3 separate regions of the Mus musculus genome follow, and all the other regions are linked to region 1. The links are chromatin contacts, called in public Hi-C and Micro-C maps. All regions are on one chromosome and are shown on one strand. Each heading gives the region's core, a stretch centred on a gene start, on an enhancer-like site or on the middle of the called end of the contact. The rest is flanking DNA. Distances are from core to core; before and after follow the strand shown.

What was found. Hi-C and Micro-C count contacts between places; a contact is called where the count stands out from the background.
Region 2: a contact with region 1 is called in a Hi-C map of the Ba/F3 cell line, with 2.6 times the contacts expected there. The contact joins the enhancer-like site here to the promoter of Begain in region 1. A contact is called at or near these places in 1 of 39 promoter capture datasets (hippocampal neurons), 3 of 484 Hi-C or Micro-C datasets (the Ba/F3 cell line, the C10 cell line and the HPC-7 cell line) and 1 of 9 other capture datasets (embryonic stem cells).
Region 3: a contact with region 1 is called in a Micro-C map of B cells, with 1.8 times the contacts expected there. The contact joins the enhancer-like site here to the promoter of Begain in region 1. A contact is called at or near these places in 3 of 39 promoter capture datasets (the C10 cell line, embryonic stem cells and hippocampal neurons), 1 of 15 datasets of contacts at CTCF or cohesin (large pre-B cells), 6 of 484 Hi-C or Micro-C datasets (the 63-12 cell line, B cells, the C10 cell line and 3 more), 4 of 115 datasets of contacts at active chromatin or transcription factors (embryonic forebrain, embryonic stem cells, forebrain and 1 more) and 1 of 9 other capture datasets (adipose tissue).

The regions. Positions count from the first base shown.
Region 1 is chr12:109,064,934-109,069,750 of GRCm38.p6, forward strand. Begain (brain-enriched guanylate kinase-associated) reads right to left here and starts at 3,284. Exons shown (of 7, transcript NM_001163175.1): 1 at 3,193-3,284. The coding sequence starts at 3,234.
Region 2 is chr12:108,761,285-108,765,594 of GRCm38.p6, forward strand. Gm33682 (a long non-coding RNA gene) reads right to left here. Exons shown (of 2, transcript XR_381914.3): 1 at 1,477-4,310; 2 at 447-793. Among named protein-coding and RNA genes, the nearest start is that of Gm33682, 3.9 kb to the right of the region's middle. Within about 2 kb of position 2,432, at least 84 of the 459 cell types and tissues checked have an H3K27ac peak or open chromatin away from gene starts, as enhancers often do. A contact at or near this core is called in the Ba/F3 cell line and the HPC-7 cell line, where this site is marked.
Region 3 is chr12:109,434,124-109,438,372 of GRCm38.p6, forward strand. No RefSeq gene overlaps it. Among named protein-coding and RNA genes, the nearest start is that of Dlk1, 17 kb to the right of the region's middle. Within about 2 kb of position 2,923, at least 94 of the 459 cell types and tissues checked have an H3K27ac peak or open chromatin away from gene starts, as enhancers often do. A contact at or near this core is called in the 63-12 cell line, B cells and pro-B cells, where this site is marked.

The DNA of each region.
Region 1 (4,817 bases), core at 2,034-4,533:
TGCTCAGTTGTCAGTCTCTGAAGCAGGATGACACGTGAACAGACAGTGGCACCCAGAGGGCATGGCCTGATGCTCCACCTACTCATTGTGCCAATTGCCTTCCACCCACGGGTCCTGTAGTTATTCACCCAGCCTTTCAGGTCTGCACCTGCCATCCGCTGACAAGCACTTATCCAGCCGTCATTTACAACCTCACTCCTGGATCTGTCGGCCACCCGCTCAATCGTGCACCATTCCTGTGACTTGTCTTTATGGGTGGATGTGTGCACATCTGTACACAGACCTGTCCTTCTGAACCTAGGTCTCCGTGTCATTCACGGTCACCGCTCTGCTCGGACCTCTCTGTCCATCTGATTCTACCTCTATTATCTTACAGGCATTCAAGGTCCTGCCTATCCCAGCACTCACTCAGAAACCATTCACACAACCATTCCCCCATGACAACAACCACTCATTTTGATGTTTCCTCTGTATCCACATATCCCTTGACATCTATACAACCACCCAATCCATTCATCTATCTTGCCCCAAGACCAGAAATCAATCCACTTTGCCTTCAGGCCTCAACCTATCGGGTCCTCTCTCTAGATCAGCTCTTCCATCAGTTCCCATACATTTCCTTTTCTCTTATAACCACCAGGCTTTCCTCCCCTCCATCCATCTCTCCAGCTTTCTACTCACCTACTACTGGTCTGTCCTGATACATACTCCCATCAGTACCTCGCTGCCCCTCCCATCAGTACCATCTCCCCTCCCCTCCATCTCAGCATGCACCAACGTATGACCTATGGTCTCTTCACTTCTCTTCTTACCCCATTTCCCAACCTAGTTCAAAGCTTGTTGATCGGACACAACTTCAGCTCACTGGCTCAGCCTAGGGCTGGATAGCTGCTGCATTCCTGAAGGAGATTCCCTCTGAAGCACCATGCTGACTCCCAGGCTCATTTGTTGGCCTCTTCTTGATTAGTAGGACATAGAAATACCTTCCCATTCCCTGCTATGCTGGCTAGGATCTACATCTCTCGTTAGACCATGAGCTCCTGAAGGCTGGTTTGCCTAAGTGATAGTGTGCGTCCAAAGAAACTATGCAAGGTGAGCAGAGAGGATGCCTCAACCCATTCACCCATCTGCCCATTCCTAAGACTGACCCAACAGGGATAGCACCATCCAGCTGCCAGTCACCAGTCACCTGCTGGGGACTGCTCTGAGTCACTCCTCAGGCTGTCCTAGGGGCTTGACCTCTGACACCAGGCTCTGTAGAGGTCACACAGCAAATCAGCCCAGAACAGAGACTGGAACCTAGGGCTTCAAACCCTGTCCAAAGTTCTCCATTAGTCACATGACGAGTTCTGAGGCAGGATGGGAGGTGAGAGGGGACCCTGGGACAACTGTGGACCAACACAGTTTGCAGCTCTGACCATCAGAGTCTTAAACTGGAAGGGCTGCCCTGGCCTTTGACTGAACATTTCTGCAGGATGCTTTTTGTGGTTCTCAGACTCACGCCTTCTCACTCCCTGCAAGCCTCTTCCTGCTAACCCAGTGCTAACTTCATCTCCCCCAGCTTAGCCTGTGGGTCTTCTCCTGGAAGCTGTGGGGAATTCTTGTGGACTGTGTCCAAGCCCTGCTGACTGACTGCTGTCCCTCTCTCCCATCCACTCATTCATTCACTTATCCGTCCATTCACTCTCCGGGATGCTGCTACGGGGATGGTGCTAATGACGATACCCAGTACACAGTCAGTATTCTATAAATGGCAGCCACTGCAGGCCAACCAGATGCTCAAGGCCGAGAGAGAGAGAGAGAGAGAGAGAGAGAGAGAGAGAGAGAGAGAGAGAGAGAAGAGAGAGACAGAGAGAGAGACAGAGAGAGAGACAGAGAGAGAAAGAGAAAGTAAGTCCTTGTCCGGACTGCTTCACACTGAATTCTGCTCTTGGCCTATGTGGGTCCCTCACCTGACCTCCAGCCTATGAGAAGTTCTTACAGGCCATGGCCCCAGGCATCCCTGACTTCCCACTTCACTACTCAGGAGCCAGCACACAGAGCAGGCCACAGGAATGAACACATGTGAGACAGGAACTTGGGAGGGTCCTTGGTGCTGCTCAGGAGCCCCTCGCCCTGCGCCTGCATCTGCCACTGTGCTTGCTTTCCAGAGCCGCCCTGATTATAGTGAGCTGTGGGAAAATTAAGGGTTTGCAGGAGGCTGCCAGGCCCTGCTGCTGCCTCCCCGCCCTGCTTGTCACAGATGCCAGGCAGAGCCGTCCCCAAAGGCCACTTGCCCTACTGGGCTGCCCAGACACAGCACAGAAAAGGGGCTTCCTCCTAGAGACCTTCTCATAGCCTAGACTTGAGAGTAGCAAAGACCACTTACTCCTGGACAGTGGGGGAACTGAGGCCCAGAGAACCTAAGAGAGCATCCCATGGCCTCCAGGGGCCCAGGGTATTGGGACCTCAGGATAAGGGAATCCAGAAAGATGATGTCCCCCACATGTGCCCAGGGACTGCACTGGTGGACCAACCCTGGGCATCAGGGTTGCACACCTGCATGGCTCCTGTCTGTCTCTTGCAGCCAGCCCTTGCTCCAGGGGACCTTCCCAGCTCCCATCCTGCTCCCTCAGGAGATTCCGAGATGTCGCCCACGCAGCTCTTGCCCCAAAGGAACCTTGTTCTGATGGGGTGGGCACACACGAGGAATGAAACACCTCTAAACCAGGCAGGAAACGGAAATGCTAGGGGCAGAAATTCCCAGCCAACGTGCAGGGGCTCTGTGAGCAGGTCAGCGCCTGCAGAGTGGCCCTGCCTGCCCAGCCTCAGTTTCCTCGCCTGTCCATGGGGAGGACTGCTGGCGGCCTGCTAGGGCGGCCGGAGATGAAGGTGCCCGAGGCATGCGCGGGCCCACGCGCGGCCCACGCTCGGGAAGCGGTCCCTGGCCAGTCTCCTTCCGGCTCTGCGGCCTCTCCAGGGCCGCCCCCCGAACGGGGTGGGCTCAGCCGGGCCCCCTACACCCGCCTTCCGCAAGTCCTCAGGCCGCACGCGCAAAGCAGCCGCGGAGGCCCGGCCGCCCCGCCCCGCGCGAGGGCCCCGGGCCCCGGCGCCACCCAGGGCCGCCGCGGGCGCGCGCAGGGACCGCCCCAGCGTGGTGCCCGCCGCCCAGCCCCGCCCCGCGCCCTGCCAGCCCGGCTCTCGGGTACTCACCGCCCGGCGAAGCCGGCCCGGCCGCCGGCCACCCGTCCACATGGCCCCGGCTCTGCGCGCCCGAGCCCGCGGCCGGGGCTCCCCAGCGCCCCGCTTCCCGCAGGGAGCGCCCGCCCCCCGCCCCCGGCCCGGCTCCCCGCCAGCCCCGGCCCCGCGCAGCCGCGGCTGCTCCGGCGCTTCCCCGCGCCGCGCCGGGCAGGGCGCACGTGGTGGGCGCGGGGCGCACAGGGCGCGGAATGGCGGCGCGCGGGGTGAATGAGTCCCGCGCGCATGAATGGCGGCGGGCATGAATGGAGGAGTGTGGGGTGCAACGCCTTGTGTCCCGGGCCCTGCTTGGGGGTGGGGTACCAGCATTTAGTAGGTACCTGCTGTGTACCGGCCACTCAGGTCCCCAGGGACTGACTTGGCAGTGAGAGACAGGTCCCTGCCCTCAGGGACCTTGCAGTTTACAGACAGGACAGTGACTTCCAAGGGTGTAGTCCACTGCTCTGCCCTTCAAGTTCTGGCCGATGCCTAGCCCCCATACCTGTCATGGGTTCCTTAAACTGCAGCAGCCCCCCTATATACTTCCAAGACTGGCCTGTAAATCTCTGTCTGGGAGCTCCATAATAGTGGAGGGGCTCCTTCTTTCCAAGAAGTAATCCAAAAGGAATCATGACTTCAGGAGGGCAACTGTGACTGTGGTAGAGCATCCCTCTCTGGCCCCAGTAGCGCTCAGGACTTGTCAGGTTATTCTGGCCCTGGGTGAGACACTGGCATAGTGGTGCTGATAGTCCCAACCAAACTGGAGCACGTATGGAAGCTAACTAGCATAAGTCCCGAGAAACCAGGGTCCCCCTTCTGCCCCGGGAGCATCTTTCCAGTCTAGTAGAGTCAATCACATGGGGCCAGGAAGGATCTGGGGTGGGGGAAAAAGACAGCAGAGCCTACCTTTGGCTTCTCTCAGGGCCTGTGGGCTGAACGGTTGAGTGTTAATGGTTTCCGAGGGAGATAAGGGGATACTAGCAGCGACTACAGCACGTATGTTGACATTGTACTGTGGTAAACATACATGTCAAGAGTTAGCATTTTAATCACCTTTAAGTGTACGGTCCAGGGGCAGCGAGGACATCCATGCTGTCACGGGGCTGTCACCACCATCCACCCCTCGGCCTTATGTGCTGTGTACATTGCAGCTTCTCTCTCCTTTAATTAGGGGAGTAGCTGGTGCACTCAGGCACTGTGACAGCACAGGAAAAGTGTGCTGACAGCGAAGGAAGAGAGAGAGGCAATAAAAGTGAGTCTCCAGGAGGAACAGGCAGACACGGGGGTGGGGGTGGGGTAGAAGTTAGGAGTGTCCCTTATCTTCCCCAGGGACATTACTCTGTAATAGGTGTGGAAGGGGAGGGTTCAGTGAGCCTCAGGATGCTCCTCCTAACTCTAGGAGTATGGACCACAACTGAGGCAGGTACAAGAAGGCAGCCCTGGCCCACGGTGGCCAGCTTATGCTAACTTCTGACTCACTGTGGATGTGTCTCTTGCTCTGGGGATCTGAGTTAACCCATGCTGAAGTTAGAGGTAGCATGGGCCACCAATCCTGATCACTGCGGTCCTCCTGACAGAGATGGAACAGTCCTTAAAGTCCT
Region 2 (4,310 bases), core at 1,182-3,681, 300 kb before region 1:
GTGAGAGTGTTCCCAAGACTGTCTCACCCCCAGAAGACTTACGGTAGCTATGACAAAGCTGACAGAGCCCTGGCCCAGCCTGTGGAAGGCCCTGAGTTCCTCTGCAAGAAAGAGGGGGAAGGGAGGAGTCACAAATGCAAGCAGCATTTCCTGTACAAATGTCAACGAAGGGAGGAAGTGAATGTGACGTTGGCATGCAGCTTCCTGGTGGACAGGATAAAAGAGAAATAGGACCAGAGGCTGGGACTGGAACCACTCATGCTAAGAAGGTTATTTTGGGCTGGCAAGAAGACTCTGTTTAAAAGAACTTGCTGTTCTGTCCAAAGACCCAAGTTCCATTCCCAGCACACACATTAGGTGGCTCACAACCACCTGTAGCTCTTGAGCATCCGCACACACACACACACACACACACACACACACACACACACACGAAAGAGAGAGAATTAAAAATAATAAATACACATATTTTTTTATTTTTTAAGGCCAGGGGCAGACAATATCTGCAAAGCAGAAAACACCTGAGTGTGCCCCTGACAACAGAAAAACAGACTGGAGGTGAACACCTTCCCCTGGGAGTGTCTGGGCACTGTGTGGTCCCCTCTGGCTTCTCCATCCTGTGGTCATCAATCAAACCTTCATTGATCTGATTTTCCCCTGTTGTTCCAGGCCCCGAGGCCAGGGAAGGGCCTCCTTCAGGGGCTTCCTCCAATGGGCAGCTTCTTCTCTCTCCTTCTCTGGGTAGCATTGGGGTGGGGAGAGCAGACGAGGTGCTGAGGGCCATCAGAGCCCCCTGATAAAAAACACATCTTTAAGAAATACTATCAGAAGCTGGGTGGTGGTGGCGCATGCCTTTAATCCCAGCACTTGGGAGGCAGAGGCAGGCGGATTTCTGAATTCAAGGCCAGCCTGGTCTACAGAGTGAGTTCCAGGACAGCCAGGGCTATACAGAGAAACCCTGTCTTGAAAAAGCCAAAAACCAAAAACCAAAAAAGAAGAAGAAGAAGAAGAAGAAGGAGAGGGAGAGGGAGAGGGAGAGGGAGAGGGAGAGGGAGAGGGAGAGGGAGAGGGAGAGGGAGAGGGAGAGGGAGAGGGAGAGGGAGAGGGAGAGGGAGAGGGAGAGGGAGAGGGAGGAGAGGGAGAGGGAGAGGGAGAGGGAGGAGAAGAAGGAGGAGAAGAAGGAGGAGAAGGAGAAGGAGAAGGAGAAGAACAAGAAGAAGAACAAGAAGAAGAACAAGAAAAAGAACAAGAAGAACAAGAACAAGAACAAAAAGAAGAAGAACAAGAAGAAGAACAACAACAACAACAAGAACAAGAACAAGAAGAAGAACAAGAAGAACAAGAGCAAGAAGAAGAAGAACAAGAACAAGAAGAAGAACAAGAAGAAGAACAAGAAGAAGAACAAGAAGAAATAGTATCAGTTGCTGAGGCTTTAGGGAAGTTGTGTATTGGAATGTTGGGAGAATGTCCACTCACCTTTGGTTTCCTTCCAGACAGCTGTTAATCAGTTCTGTTCCGATCTGCCTTCCTCCCAGGGTACTGGGGGAAGCCACTGGGACGTTATCTCATGGCCAGGTTTAGGGGACCTACAATGCCTTTCACCCACCCTCCATGGAACACCAAAGCTTTCTGCATCCCATTTTGGTACCCAAGCCAGGTTGCCAGGGCTCAGTTCTTACTGTGCCTTTGTCTTTAGGCCCAAGGCAGCCTTATTGACCCATCTCTTCATGTACATGCAACCTTTCCCACCCAAGCAGGCAGGGAGAAGCAAGAGGCCCTGCTCAGGACTGCTTCAGGAAGCTAGCTCTGCCGTGCTCTCCCATGAACCATGCAGTAGGTAGAAGAGGCCTGCCACCCACTTCCTGGTTTTGCAGGTCTCTACCATGGTTAGGTGCTCCAGGGGTTGTCCTACTGAACTGGGGCTGTCCTACTAGGCTACTAGGTTCACTTAGCAATATTTGCACTGTGTCCCCTCCTCCAGTGGGCTTCTGTCCCTCCCACATGAAAGCAACTCCTGCTTCACCCCTTATCATCCTTAATCAGGTAGCTTCCTTCTGTGGTCTACACCCTCCATTATCTTGCTGTCCACAGAGGCTCTTTCCATGAAGGGACCCTGGAAATGCTCTTTGGAAAGCAACATGCCGGTCCTTGTAGCTGGGCCCCAGCCAGCCAGCTGCAACCTCTCCCACTTCCCACTTCTGTGGGCTCCCGTGCAGTGTGTGTACCTGTGCACTGCAGTGGTGCGCTCTCTTAGACTGCTGTTCTCGGGGCTGGGGAAGTCTTGGGGGAAGTGACCTGGCCTATTGTTCTATGAGGCCACAGCTGAACTGGTCTCCCCGCCGCGCCACATCTGGGACTGTTTCTCCTGCGCCTAGCTTGGCTCCTGGCACCTATGTATGGTTAGCAGCTGATAAGCACTTTTAACTCTAGACTCAGGGGATGTGCTGCCCTCTTCTGACCTCCTCTGACATCTGCATGCATATGCATACACCCTGGGTTCCTTATGCACTGTCAAGGCTAGGAAAACCGTGACCCAATACATTGACAGATTCTGAATGGCTTAAATTTGGCTTTTTATTCTGTGCAATGAGAGACTGGACTTTAGCTATTACTTCCGAGCTATACCAGGCTCTGGCAAGACACAGATTATAAGTGGCCCTGTCCTTTGGTGCAGAGGATCCTTACAGAAGCAGGCTGGTGAGCTTTGTCCCCAATCCAGGTCCATGAACATCTGGGGGCTCCTACTGCAAGTTACAGGTAAAGCCCACATAGAAACAAGCAGAAAACATACAGGTTAGAGTGTTCTGGGGTATTTTCATGGACATCATAAAGTCCAAACCCAAGGGCAGTGGATTGAACACTAGAGACCAGTGAATTTAGGTCTCCTGTTGACAGCCAGACCTCTTCTTACACCCCTGTGCTTCCTAGAAATGTATTATCACACTCCCCTTGACAACCAGAACTGCCTACTTGCTGGGACTCAGACTTTAGGTCAATTGCCCAAAGCCATGCATGGAGCCCTGTCAGTATGGGCTTGACTGGATTAGGAATCCCTAGAAAGTTGGTGGAGTTCTGTTCTGGGTGTGTCTCTGTCTCCAGGGCAGCCCTGCCCTCAGCACTCAGAGACAGGTCTTCCTTGTATTGCCAGGACTTGAATGCCCCAGTAGTCCTGAGTTCCCAGGGCTGAGTTATACCAGGGCTTTTCTGGCTCTGAGACTTTTGAACTAGAACTGAGGTACGCTACTGGCATCCCAAGTCTTTGCCACCATAATGACAGGGTCAAGGCCCAGCCAAACTCCTCCGTGCTCACCTGCCACTGGAGGCTGAGGTCAGTCCCTATCCTTTCTTTCCAGCTAACAACCTAAGAAGCGCTGAGGGGGCAGATGGGGAAGAAGAGCAGAACTTTCTGCGACCTGCCAGTGGCATAAATAACTGTTTAAAGCGTGGGTCTTTAGCTAGGACACTCTTCTTCTTTTTTTTTTTTTAAAGATTTATTTATTATTATATATTCGTACACTGTAGCTGTCTTCAGATGCACCAGAAGAGGGTGTCAGATCTCAATAATGGGTGGTTGTGAGCCACCATATGGTTGCTGGGATTTGAACTCAGGACCTTCAGAAGAGCAGTCAGTGCTCTTACCCGCTGAGCCATCACGCCAGCCCCTAGGACACTCTTCAGTTACCAGTGAACCTAAGGTGATGCCCCGGCACGCGGCTAGCTCTATTCCTTCCTCTGCTCTGCTGCGGTCAGTGTGGGTTCCCTCCATGTCCGCTCTGGATTCGCCCGCTTCTGCCTTCTTCCCCACCCTCCTCCTTCCTGCTCCTTCTTACAACTGATCAGCAGCAGTGAGTGATGCAACTCTAGATTGCCTTAGGCCGATGAGGAAGGACGAATATTTATAAAGTAGAAAATCCAGTGGTGGGCCATTGAAATGACAATACCAGGATCCTGCCGGCACTTGGCTGTCTATAGGTACAGAAATAACAACCGAAAAACACGGAGACATACCTTTACACAATGAAAAGAAAAGGTTCCCCTAACAGGGAAGGAAGCCGAGAACTTGTCAGCTGAGGGATAGAGGCCCTGGGAAGCCAACCGACCGAGCCTTTTCCTTACCGTGGCCCAGTGTTCAGAAAGCCTGACTAAGCCTCCTGCCCCAGCCTGGGTCTTCTGCTACATTTCTGGTCGCAGGCAGATGGGAAAGTCCGGAAATTCCCCAAGCCCCCCAAGCCCCGCAAGCCCGGGCTGCTGAGCTGGTTTTTTTGCCTGTGTCAATTTCCTTTTCACCATCTGTTCTTTGTCCCAGTTGG
Region 3 (4,249 bases), core at 1,673-4,172, 370 kb after region 1:
CATAAGGAAATGACTCATAGCCAAGAGGGTCCTTCCATGCAAGCCTCCCACTGACAAAGAGAGACTGTTTGTCAGGAAGTGCTAAGCAGGTGGATGGATGTTAGGACAGAGGCAGTGAGAGGAACATGGAAAGATAGCCAGAGAGGGTGAACTTGGCCAAGACAGAAAAAATCTGAAGGGATTCATGTTTAGGAAAGGGAGCATGTGCGTTTTGTGCAAGGGCCAGAGCTGTTGTGGCTGGAAGAGTGTCTGAGGAGCAATGGTGGTCAGGTTGCCAGGAGAAGAAGGTGAGGTTGGACCAGAAGGACATTGCTAACCACCAGCCTGGCTTTGACCCATTTCTCCTGCATGAGAGGATCCCGGAGGCCAACTGCAGTGTCTCCATGATCCTGGAAAGAGCTGCTGCAGGCTCAGATTGGCCGGGGGAGACACAGAAAGAATGTGATAGATCCTGGACATGGTTTGAAAATAAACCCAAGGGCTGTGCTGGGGAGTTGGAAATAGGTGCAGGATAGTGACGGGGTGTGGGATGCTTGTGAGAGGAGCCGTGGAGGTGGCTTTGTGTCAGGGCCAGCCTCTGGGTAAGTCCTGGCAGGGACAAGGCCTGGCTGCTCTCAGCTCCCTGAGTGATGGTGGCTCTCCTAGTCTTACTCAGTCTTCCAATGTCCCCCCAAACAAGAGGCATAGCCAGGCTGGGGAACAGTGAAAGGCATCCCAGCTGAGGTAAAGAAGGACAGGGTCCCCTTATAGGTGCCTGAGGTCCAAATCCACAGCCAGGTACAGTGTGCCCTGTTTAGACTGGGGGCTCATGAAGTTTGAGATGGTGCCTGCCCATGGCTGTGCACACACACACACACACACACACACACACACATACAATCTATTATCTTATATAGATAAATCTGGCATTTGAAAAAATAGGGAATGTGTCTGAACTATGAGAAAAGCACCAGTCAGCAGAGAAGCCCCAGCAGGGATGCATTTTCTCATGACAGTTCAGGGACTTCGGGCTGGAGCGTCAGATAGCCTGGAGGTTCAGAGTACTTACTGCTCTTGTCAGAGGACCTGAGTTTGGTTCCCAGCACCACATGGCAGCTCACAGCTATATTAGCACTGTTTTTCTGGCCTCTTCGGGGACCTGCACTCACATGCACACTCACACTCATACACACAATTAGAAATAAAACAGATCCTAGTTTTCATCTTTTGAGGCCGGGTCTTGATATATATATATAGCTCGGGTTGGTTATGAATTCTTGGCAATTTTTCTGGCTTAGCCTTCTTTGTTCTGTGACCACGGGAGTATGATGCTATACCTGCCTTTAAAAGTACAATTTGTGGGGCTGGAGAGATGGCTCAGTGGTTAGGAGCACCGACTGGTCTTCCAGAGGTCCAGAGTTCAAATCCCAGCTACCACATGGTGGCTCACAACCATCTATAATGGAATCTCATGCTCTCTTCTGGTGTGTCTGAAGACAGCTACAGTGTACAGTGTACTCATATACATAAAATATGTCCTTTTCTTTTTTTTTTTTTTTTTTTTTGGTTTTTCAAGACAGGGTTTCTCTATGTAACCTTGGCTGTCCTGGGACTCACTCTGTAGGCCAGGCTGGCTTCGAACTCAGAAATCCTCCTGCCTCTGCCTCCCGAGTGCTGGGATTAAAGGTGTGCACCACCACGCCTGGCTCATAAGTCTTTTTAAAGACAAAAATAAAATATAATTTTAAGTCCCACATGTCTCGAATAAAAGGCCAACCCCACTCAGTCTGGGCTCTGAGGTGGTCCACAGTTGGGCATCTGGGAAGTCACAGGGAAGGTCCTCCCAGAGAGCTGTGGGATGGCCCAGTGCCAGACTGCAGCCACAGTCCTCTGATCCCAAGGAGGCCAACTCTTGAAGGGTCCCAGTGTGTGATTTTCTCGTCTCTCAGTCTTCTGCCCTCTCTGATTTTTCTTTAAATAGCACAACAGCAGCAAAGCCAACCAGTTACTTCTCATTTTAAATTCTCACTCTGTCTCCAAATCCCAGCTGAAAGGCAAACTCCCTGGCCAGAGCACTCAGTCTCCACTCAAAGGCAACCCCCAGCCTTCACACGCTCCCTTCTGCCCCTATGCTGGACCCAGAGGGCCACGCACGGGAAATAGAAGGGATCATCTCCGGGCTTTGTAGATATGGCTGCAGCAGCAGAAGACATAAAGAGAGACTCAGGATCCTTCTCTGTCCTGTTCTCCACAACCACACCTGGCCCAGAGACACCCCTCCCCCCAGATTCCCACAGGTCAGTTACTGGCCCAGGCCTCTGGGTGGCACTACCAGTCCTAGGCTGGAGCAGTCCCTGCCTTGCCCCGCCCCGCCCTTTCCACACCTCTCGGGACTCTTCTCATATATCCCCCTGGGGTGGCAGCCAGGACCAGGCTTCCAGGAAGGGGAGAGCCCAAAATATCTCTTCTGTCCTGTTCAAAGTAGCCCCACGGCAGGCTGAGACCGATGTACATCCCACGTTCCCTAATTGGGGGTGGACGGGACAGAGGACCACTCTGGGAAAAGGCCCTTGTTTGTACAAGGAAGGGCCAAAGGTCTCAGATCCGTGTCACCGCAGAGTCTGTGTGAAAGTGGCGCTGGCCTTCAGAGAACCACATTAGGGAGAGCTTTATGTTTGTATAGGGAAGGACAAAGGTCTGGGAACGATGTTACCACAAGAGCTGAGCAAAGTGAGACTGTCCTTCACACATCGGGGTGGGCAGTGTGGGTGAAGAAGCCACTGGAGGAAGCAGGGCTTCGTTCTTTCCATGTTCACACAGAGAAACAGCCCCTGCCTGGGCCTCTGGCTCCCTTCCGCATCCTCACACACCCCTGAACGGGCCTCTTCTGTGCGCCCCTCCTGCTGAGGGGATGTAGAAGACCTTCACCGCCCTGACACCAGGGAGCCATTTGGCCAAGCCTGGCTGTACGGATGGGAAACTGTATGGAACAGGCCGTAGTCTGGACTGTGTCTCACGTAGCTGTCTGTTCTGCTCCCATGAGGGGTGAGAGCATCCAGCCACCTGGCTGCGTTTGCTGGGAACGGACGTCAGGAGCAGTGACTGGAAGGCAGGGGGCCTAGTTGGGGAGGGAGGAACTCTGCAGGCTTGAGGCACCTTCCACCCCATATGACTGCCCAAAAAAAATACCTTGCTCGGGAGAACAAGGACCCCTCTCACATCCCCCACGTTTTAGACGGCCCATTACCACAGTTACAGACTCCTGGCTGTCTTTGGGTCCCCTCTCCTCATACACAGCTGACTCTGCCAGCTTCCTCTGCCCGGCCCCCACACTGCCAAGGCTGATAGGATTGGGCCACGGGGAGGAGTGAACCCCCAGAACTATCCGTCAGAATGCCTGGACAATCAATGCCTGGGAACGTCTGTGCTTCCAAAAATTTGTTATCGGTCTTCCTCTTGGGCCTCCTGAGCAGCCTGTATTGAGGAAGTTTGGAACAAGCAGTATGGTTCCTGGGACATGAGTTATGACAAGCCTGTGGCTTCGTGACTGGAAGGACTGGGGCCCTGGAGGGATTTATCACTCTGAAGAGAACCTTCAGAGGGCTTCATTAGGCTGAAAACGATAATGAATAGGCTCCCCTTGCCTGCATTCATTCACAACGGCTCTCCTCTTATCTGTTCCCTACAGGAGCCACTCTCTGAGGAAATGCAGACATCCCGGGGATGAACTGGTAACTGCTGCAGAGTAGGCGCCTTCCAGCCCTCTTCCTCCTCCACGTTGGCGAGGCGAGGCCAGGAGACCCGCCGGCAGGGGGCGCAGCCAGCTCGCCGAGAGCAGGGGCGCTAGGCGGGGCAGGTGTGCTGCCCGGGGAGCCAGCGGGACCCAGGGTGGTAGAAAAGTTGAGGCACGCAAAGGGGGAGTAGGGCGAGCCTTCTGGGGCCTTCAGGCCTGCACTGCCTTCCAGATAACCACATCCGGCCATGTATGGATATAAGCCAGATGCCGCCATCTCCCCCACTCTGTTTCTTTTTCTTTTAGAAGTGGTTTAAAGAGTAACACTGACTCTCTTCCGCACGACACTTTAAGGAGTGAATCCTCCTTCCACCCCAGTCCCCGCCCACTCAGCAGAGGTGAATGCAGTAACAGTTTCTTGTGTGATCTTCCTGAAACATCTATGTCTGTGTAAACATATACATAGAAAAGTGGATCTGGTACGTTCCCTTTCACACTACATAAATGAGTTCATTATATACACACTGTTCTGTCTGG